2 separate regions of the Rattus norvegicus genome follow, and region 1 is linked to region 2. The links are chromatin contacts, called in public Hi-C maps. All regions are on one chromosome and are shown on one strand. The core of a region is the stretch at or near the end of the contact, and the rest is flanking DNA. Distances in the headings are between cores, read along the strand shown. Region 1 has its middle 63 kb from the start of Ppp2r2b. Region 2 holds the start of Ppp2r2b (protein phosphatase 2, regulatory subunit B, beta).

Region 1 (4,097 bases), core at 1,550-4,049, 62 kb before region 2:
GATCTTTTTCAGCTTGGCTTGCACAGAGGACAGGGAAGAGTGTTTATGACTGCCTGCTGGAGCTGCTATAGCCAAACCATGAAGGGTGTTAAGTGGTATTTGGCCATGAGACAGAGAGGAAACAGAGGACATTCCTAGCAATGTGGTAGCATCACAGAAGTGGGAATCCAGACTATGAGTTATGTGGGTCAGTCATATTCATTTGGTCATTCCAATAAGGGAGAGATGGATATTTAGATGCTAAAAGATGTTGGGGAAGGTGGGGATAGCCATTACATCTCTCACAGAGAGCCTGACCCAAACAAACCAGAGCAGCAAGAAGGATGTATTGCCTCAGTAGAGTCAAAGCCGGCTGCCCTCAGGCATTAGGGGATAAGGCTTTGGACCAAATCTTAGTTTGGCACTCTGTGCCTTCATCTGCTCCCACACCTTGGCTTCTGTCTGTTGGCTCTTCTCTCTGGCTACAGCCCAAGCCTGTCATCTCACACTCAGGGCTCTGAAGGATCAGCAACCAAGGGTCTTCCTTGTCCTCATTTCAGAAGCAGACATGGACTTCATTGACACTGATCGGTCAGACGTGAGTCCCTTTCCAGTCCTTGTCTGTGATCAGAGTTTGGAATGCACTGATCAGCTCAACCTAAAACACATGCCCTGTCTTTGAAAAGTCACAAAGCACGCAAAGAACAGACTTCTCCCAGATAGACATGTTGCCACAGGAAGAGGGTGAAACGAGGGACAGAAATCTAGGGAGTATCTACCAGAGTAGGAGTTCAGCTTCTGAAAGGCCCATATGTTGCCTGTAAACAAGGCTTCGGTATCATATGGAATATTATTCTTACATTCAAATGATGAGCTTTTATACAAGACCTTCTGGGGAGCTCTACTCATTCATACTGAAGTCCAAACTGAGGGGCAGGCTGCTGGATCTCCTTCAGTTGAATGTGAAATAGAATAAAGCACAGGATTAGGAATCTGGCTTTGAGATCCTAGAGAAAACCTCCTTCTGGAGGAGTATTTTCCCAAGCTATCCCAACAGACCCTGCACCTGCCCAAACCACTTTGTTTAGATGGCAACCGTCCTCTCTGATGGTGGTAGTGGCCTCCTCTGGCATGAATTGAGCATGCAGTAGTGATGCCATGTTTTATTTATATTCTTTCCTCAGGACCTCTGGTTAGCATCTTAATTTGCAATGCAAATCAGACCTAGGAAATGGTTGTATAGATGCCACACAACTCTGCATCTAGCCACATACAGTGACAAATCCTAATCTCTTGACCTAGAGGCTCTACTGTGATTTCAGATAATAAAAATACTCACCACTTGCAGTAGATACCTACGGTCATCAGATGCACCAAGACTAAGCAAACAGCCTTTGGGGTCTGAAAAGCAACACAACAGATTATACCAAGTCTCAAATAGGAAACTTTACCAGAATGTACGTTGGGTACTTAGATCCCAGAACTGGAAAGGAAGCTACAAATTGCCAAGGATTCAAGCATCACTCCCTGCCACATGCCAAGTAAAATTCTCCACAGATGCTTTTGAGGGAAAGAAAAGGGCATTTATATCTGACTTTAGTATAGCAAGCAGAAAGCTGAAATGTGCACTTGGGGGAGTTCTGCCACGCTAGCTACGGGCTAATTGTATGTTCTTTTATGGAAGACTGTGGCTTAAGTGGCTGCAGTTTAGAAAATGGAACACTGGAATAAAAAAAAAGCTTCTCAATGAATCACTTTATAGAGTCCCTGTGACTAATAGCAGGGTTGGCTCAAAAACTAAAAGGTGGGGGCTGGAGAGATGGCTCCACGGTTAAAAGCATGTGCTGCTCTTACAGAGTGCCTGGGTTCATTTCTGAGCACCCATGAGGTGGCTCACAACCACATAATTCTAGTTCCTTGTGATCTGATACCCTATTCTGTCCTCCCCTGTTACATGTCCACAAATGTTAAACATGAACTGATGGCAGGCACACACACACACACACACACACACACACACACACACACACACACACTCACACAGTTAAATAAAAACTAAAGAGATTTAAAAAAATAAACTCATAGCAAACCAGATGTGAGAAATTTCACTCACTCGGCCTTCTGGTCACCCTCATTCATTGCCCAGAGCCAATATTTGTCTAAGTTAAACATTACTGGTAGAAGCCCACATGACACGCCTTGCCTATCCCAGAGATCTCACGGGCAAGGGGTCACCTATGATAACAAAGCTGAGAGTGCCTGCCTTAGTGTTCTCTGCACCCTAAGAAAACAGGTCCTCTGACAGCCCATTCACCATTGTCTCTGCAGGTGCTGCAGCCTGGAAGCTCCATAAGCAGCAGCTGCAGCTCCCTGTAACCAAGAGCCTCTGGGTTGCGAGCAGAGCAAGGTGGTGAGCATGCTGCAGTTGGATAGCACCCAAAGAGCTATTGTAATGCAGACGGCAATTTCTGGCCCCGTTCTCCAGAGTTAGCTGCTTTCCAAAACAAAAATCTGTTTGGCAGAAAGAAATGTTTGTTTTAAAATGAAATCCATTTGGTTAATAATTATCCACCCAGTTTTAGGTTGCTTTCCTGAGGTCTGTAAATAATGTTGCCTGTCCCAGTGACTGACTAGAAGTGGATTTACCCTTGGAGGAATGAATCTACAAAATGTATTTGAGTCTTGACTTCCCTGTTTGGTAATAGTTGCACCTGACATTGTCTCTTTTTCTACCTGCATTACCCAATGGCCGACTGTGCAGAGAGCACTGAATCAGATGTTCTTTGGGGGTGGGAGGGAGTCACCTGGGGCACCACAGTGCTCTGTGTTGGCCTGACTGGAAAAGAGATTCCACAAGTATAGCCTACCTGCCTTAGAGGTCAGATTGTTTATTTGGGCAATTGGGTTTTCACAAATCCTAAACTGCCCACTGGCATGTTTGTCAAAGCTGCAAGCTGCACGGGCACACTGAGTGAAATCCCAGATGCCCATCCTACGCTGGTTCGCAGCAGCCCTACAGTGAAAGCTGAGCTGAAAACCCAGATCTGACATTTCTTCTCAGCATGTCACCAAGATACCTTTCTTTCAATATCTCCTTGCCTTTTGTTTAAAACAACAAAAATGTTCTTTTAATCTTGATAATTATCAAGAGATAGGAAGGCAGGGATGCTGGGTTGAAAAAAACCTTACTGATGAACAGTTTTCCCAGGTACTAACACCTTGAAACATGCAAGTCTCTAACTGAGTCCACAGAGCTCTCTTACTGATGTGGGTCTTCCTTTTGGGTCACTGGCCACAATTCTGTCTTCTCAGGATATATCAGGTTCCAAGCAAACCATATAAAAGCCCAACTAAATAAAATCTGGTACAGGTCAACCTTGAAAATAATGTAGAAAGGCTAAGAATGGCACTGTCATTTAATCTTGTAATTTCTCTGAACCTTTCAAATCATTTTGAGTTTCTCTAGGTTACATAATTTAATAATGAGACAAAAACAAGACTGAAATGTACGGTATTTTTTCTTCTCTTTCTCCCTCTCTCTGATCTACAGCTTGATAATTCCCTTTTCAAACCCTTCCCTTCAATTAATGAAATGGTTTCCCACCCCACTCCCATCCTGCCTCGAGACAGAATTGCCATGGTTACCTGGGTACCTGTTCTCAAAGAATATATGTAGTACAATTCAGCTATTTAAACGCCTCAGTGTGTTACACTTAGGAACGGTAATGAGACCATTATGAAACTCCTTGTAGTGAAAATACCATTGACGTTTCAGTTTGAGATTAAAACTTTAATTTGTATTCATTTGCTTATGTAAAGAGATAAGGAAGAGGAGGCTGCTCTCTGAAGTTAAATAGCAAATCACTGGCATAAACTCACATCCATCAAGACAAGGCATTGATTGGCACTGCCTCTCTTAGAACAGGGGTTGGTGTAGAATCACTCACTGACCCAGTGGACACCGTGTAAAGACTGGTGCTCCTCAGTCTTGAGTCTCTGGGAGGCCAGGGGGAAGATGCTTGGGAATACTGTCTTCATTTTATCTGAAGACATTGTGTGATGTGGAACATCTCATGTGTCCTTACAGAATTTCCCTGGGGAAAGGCTGTCCCAGTCTG
Region 2 (4,513 bases), core at 1,118-3,617:
GAACAATTTTTCCCATAGCAGTAGAGATTATAAGCTAACTTATACTTATAATCTCTGCAAAATGGGCAATAAATTTTTTCATGATTTTTAGCATGACTAGAGTAGCAAAAGACTAAATACCACTAATCATATTCAGTAATTTACTTATTTGTTCACTGTATAGAACGATTCAATAAATATGAGCAAACAACTTCTAAGTGGCAGGCACCTAATACTAGATACATGATGAAAATATTTGACAATAATAATAAAATACTGGAAAATAAAGAATCATGAAGAGAACAAAACTAATTGTGAAAATAAAGAATAGTGGAGGTTTATGGTATGATTTCAGTGAATAGAAGTCTCCATTCAGAACTGTGAAATCCTCTTCATGAGTAGAAATGGAACCTTTCTCATTTGCCTTCTTATTTCTTGTGTCTTATGTATTGTTGAGCAAATGAAGGCAGAATACCACAGGGAATGCCAGAGGAAGAATTTAGTAGACTTAGAGGCTGGAGAAAGGTTATGTTTCTCATGTGTTACTAGGGAACATTCCTCAAACCCAGTCTGGCCAATAAACGTGAGCCCTCTTAGTCCATTATACATCTCTATGTCAATCCATACCATGTCCTATAAAGACAAGGGATGAATTTCCCAGTATGTCCTAAACCCTGCTGCCACAGCCAAAAATCATTTCAACTGAAGGCAAGACATCTTAGCGTCACGATGCACCCAGAGATGAACTTATCTTTCCTTTCTGATCCTTCCTTACCATATGCTAATCTCCAAGAGAAGCTGAAAGGACTGTGGGACTGTACAGCCTCCGTGAGGCACCCAGCTGGACATGGAAGATGCCACTCGGACAAGCAATACTCAAGTGGACTGAACAAGCTTGTACCAAGTCTTCTCTGCTACTTGAATTTCACACATCGCCTTTGAAAAAACAATCAAACAACCATGTAGGACTTAACTGCCACATGAAAGTAAAGTGGAATCTACTAGAAGCTTGCCTTTCAACTCCTGATTGTGGGGAAACATTTCCGCCCTATCTTTCCCCCCAAGAGATGCAGTTACTTTTTGGACTTGTAAACAATACCATTTTCCACCCACCAGAAACATCTATTTTTTTCTTAGAAACCTAGTGGCAATTCCCAGCCTCAGTTAAGGACTTGCCCCCCCCCCCCAGCCCGTTTTGGAACTTCAAATACTTTCTAAATTGTGTTAGCTGAAGCATTCATTGTATGTATATAATTAACTCACGGGTCCCTCAGGGCCCATCTGGCTAAACTCGCAGAGCTTAACTGAGCAAGACATTTGCTGATGTCTCTCCCTACAGTGACACCCATAGAAATGAACAGTACTTCATGAGGAAAGTTCTTCTCCAAATTGCTCATCTAGTGGTTTGAACTGCGCCACTGAATTATTTTATGTTTCATAACAGCATCGATATCATACTCTTTCAAATGTAGTATTTGCAATTTGGGGAAATGTGGACTGGAAAGTGAACCCTGCCTTTCCTCTGAGTTGAAGTGAGAAGACGGGGTACCCCCTTTTGTGCCCTTAAATTCCATCTGGATCATAGTGGTTCACCTTGGTCCCTGCCTCCTCTCTGCATTCAAGGACTTAGCATACTGAGGGCACACAGAAGGCGTCCGAACAACTGAGCATGAAGCTCCACCCGTCTGTTCAAAACAAAACACAAAGGGCTACAGAGAGTGTGCTTCTTCAGGCTGGGTATATTGACCCATAACTCAGCCCTGTACTGTGCAGACTGTCTCTGCCTGTAGACACTGATACGTTTCTGAACACCAGCTTCTCACAGATGTTAGCCTGCTTGGAAAGGAATCGACCATGATGGCAGTATCAAAGTTCTGGCCCCTGCTCTGCTTTCTACTCCAAGCTTGAAGGGCTAAGTTTTGAATAAGCTCCTCTTCTAGCTCTCTCCAGGCTTGGAGCTCCTGACCTCACCCTTGAACTTCAACAAGGGGCAGTCTACATCATATCCGGTTAACAAAAGGAACCTAGATGCGGACTTCTACCCAAAGGAACCTACTACTAAATACTGTCCTGAATGAAGTGCAGGCAGGCGTCAGGATCAAATGAGTGAGCTAAGAGCCTCTGAGCACAAGCCAGCCCCTACCCTTGGCTGTATGGCACCAGAGGGGAGATACTGGAACAGCTCATCCACGCCTTTTTCTTTTCAGTGAACCTGCACGCTCCCACTTGCTGTCCAGGTGTCCTTGGCTGCTGCTTGCACCCCTCTGCAGCAGAGAGCAGCCGCAGCCTCTGCCTGGACTCCCACTGCTACTGGGGAAGAGTCCTGGGGCTGCTGACGCGGTTGGGAGGAGCCTCGCTTTTAATGCACCAGCCGCCTCCAGCCTCCTGCAGCAGCAGCAGCACCAGCAGCAGCTGCGAGTGCGCCCCTGTGGGTGTGAGGGTGAGAGCGCTGGCGCCGGCCACAGCGCCCTGCCTAGCTCCCCGCCAGCTTCCCTAGCCCCCGTCTGCGGGAGCCGCCCTCCCGTGGGACCAGCACCCTCATCTCAGCAAGGCAAGCCTGAATCCTGCCCCTGCCATCTCGCCCCTGCAGTGTGGGTCCGGAAAGGCACCATTTTGTCGCGGCTGCCCGCTCTCCCAGGGGGAGGAGGGTTCTTATTTTTTGCATTTTGGAGCCGCTGCCTGCCAAGGGGAACCTGTTGGGCATCTCCCCAGCCCTACTCGGGAACGTCTCCGGGGTGGGCGGGCAGGACCAGACCCCTCGTGGAGGACACAGAGCTTCCTGGTACCCAGAGGCAGAGGAGGCAGGCGCAGCATCCTCGCTGGGAATTGGAGCTGAAGTGAGCGCACCGTGCGGGAGGAGCCACCGCATCCGCGGAGAACCGAGTGGAGGAGGTGACAGCTCCATTGCCGGGTTTTTATTTTCTTCTCTCTCCGCCTCCCCGTCTCCTCCTCAGGCTTGGACCATGGTGCAGTCCCACTGGCTCCCCTGCCCCCCTCTCCTGTGAGACTGGCTGCGGGGTGGGATCATGGATACTTGTCTGCCGGCTTCTGGTTCCCACGCAAGTAAGCCTGCTGTCAATGGAGGAGGACATTGATACCCGCAAAATCAACAACAGTTTCCTGCGCGACCACAGCTATGCAACCGAAGGTAATGCCAGCTCGGCCGCATTCCGCCGCTGGGGTCGGGTGCAAGTTGCGGATAGCTGTGCTTCACCAGTGGCCCGGCGCCTAGTGGCAGAGACTCCTCCAGGCTCTAGGGCTGGAGCACTGGGCGGAGGCTCAGGCTAGGCTCTCACCCAAGCCGCCAGAGGGGTTAGGGGTAAGGCACATCCATCCAGGCTCGGGCTCTCGGTCACTGGTGCCCCACGTTCAGCAGCAGGTGGACCAGGTGCTCCCGGGAGTTAAAATGGCCTTTAGGGATGAGGCTTTTCAGGGTGCGGCTCCCAGGCAGATGATCCCAACGAAGCAGATGACACCTTCTTGTCCCAAGACGCTTACAAGAATCTTGGACTGAGATGAGAAGGGAGGGGCCCAGTGAGACCTTGGTCCACCCCTCTCTGGGTACAGTGATGTGTGGCTCTCGGTGACTGCAGTAAGAATATAGCTTCATTTCTTGCCCATTCATTTCTCTGGCTCGCTGGTTTACCTGCTCAGACAATCAAAACCCCCTAACGGCCTTTTAGCAAAAGTGGGGGAGCCCTCTCCCCTTGAAAGTACGATAGCCAGAAAATTTTAAAAGGTAGCTGGGGAATCATGATTCGCGGCGAGAGAACGAGGCTGACACGTGGGGCGAGCAACTGGGATCTGGATCCATGGGGCCTTTAAAAATCACCATTATGAATTCTGCAGCAGTACTTTCTGCTGAATCAACAGCCAGCAGAAAGCAGGAGGGTTCAGCGAGCTGAGCTTTGCCAAGAGGTGAAATTGTGTTCGCTCACTCTCTCGCTTGCTGGCTCTCTCTCCTTTCAGCCAGCTCGCTCTGACATCAGCCTAAATGCTGGGCAGGCAGTCAGGGAAAGTCAGCAGGTGGACTGCTTCCTGCCCTTTGTGTATGAACTGAGTAAAAACGTTTTAGTTTTATTTGAATGACAAAACTTTTGCATTCGAGCTTTATTTTCTACCTGTAGATGTTGATTTTCGGCAAGGAAGTGTTGTATTGACCTATGGCCATGGCCATGTGAGAAAACGCGTGGGAAAGTGCTTGGGGAAAATGCAGCAAGGCATGTTAGCCCGTGTTTCTTCTTCTAGAATGCTAAAATTTCTGTAATATTTAATCACATCAGAAGAATGCCATGGATCAAGTAAAAGTGCCAGCTCTTAGGGAAATAAAAAGACTCATATGTAGGGGTGGGGATAATGGTGGCCCCCTCTGCAAAGATCTCTGGAAATTTTAGACAGAAGAATCCCAAGTGCTGTTGAAAATACTTTCGTATTCATTACCATGTCTGGGGACCAGCAAGCCCAACATGTCTATGGTACCCAGACACACTGTAAGCTCTGAAACCTTAGAGATGATTTTTTAAAGATGGTCCAC

The links. A called contact is a pair of places that touch in the nucleus more often than the background predicts.
Region 1: a Hi-C map of liver shows a contact between it and region 2, with 4 times the contacts expected there. The contact joins the enhancer-like site here to the promoter of Ppp2r2b in region 2. A contact is called at or near these places in 4 of 12 Hi-C or Micro-C datasets (hepatocytes, kidney and liver).

What each region holds. Positions count from the first base shown.
Region 1 is chr18:35,226,048-35,230,144 of GRCr8, reverse strand. It overlaps a transcript of Ppp2r2b not described here. Among named protein-coding and RNA genes, the nearest start is that of Ppp2r2b, 63 kb to the right of the region's middle. Within about 2 kb of position 2,799, at least 14 of the 93 cell types and tissues checked have an H3K27ac peak or open chromatin away from gene starts, as enhancers often do. A contact at or near this core is called in hepatocytes and liver, where this site is marked.
Region 2 is chr18:35,162,870-35,167,382 of GRCr8, reverse strand. It overlaps Ppp2r2b (protein phosphatase 2, regulatory subunit B, beta), which reads left to right and starts at 2,367. Exons shown (of 9, transcript NM_001402382.1): 1 at 2,367-3,127. The coding sequence starts at 3,058.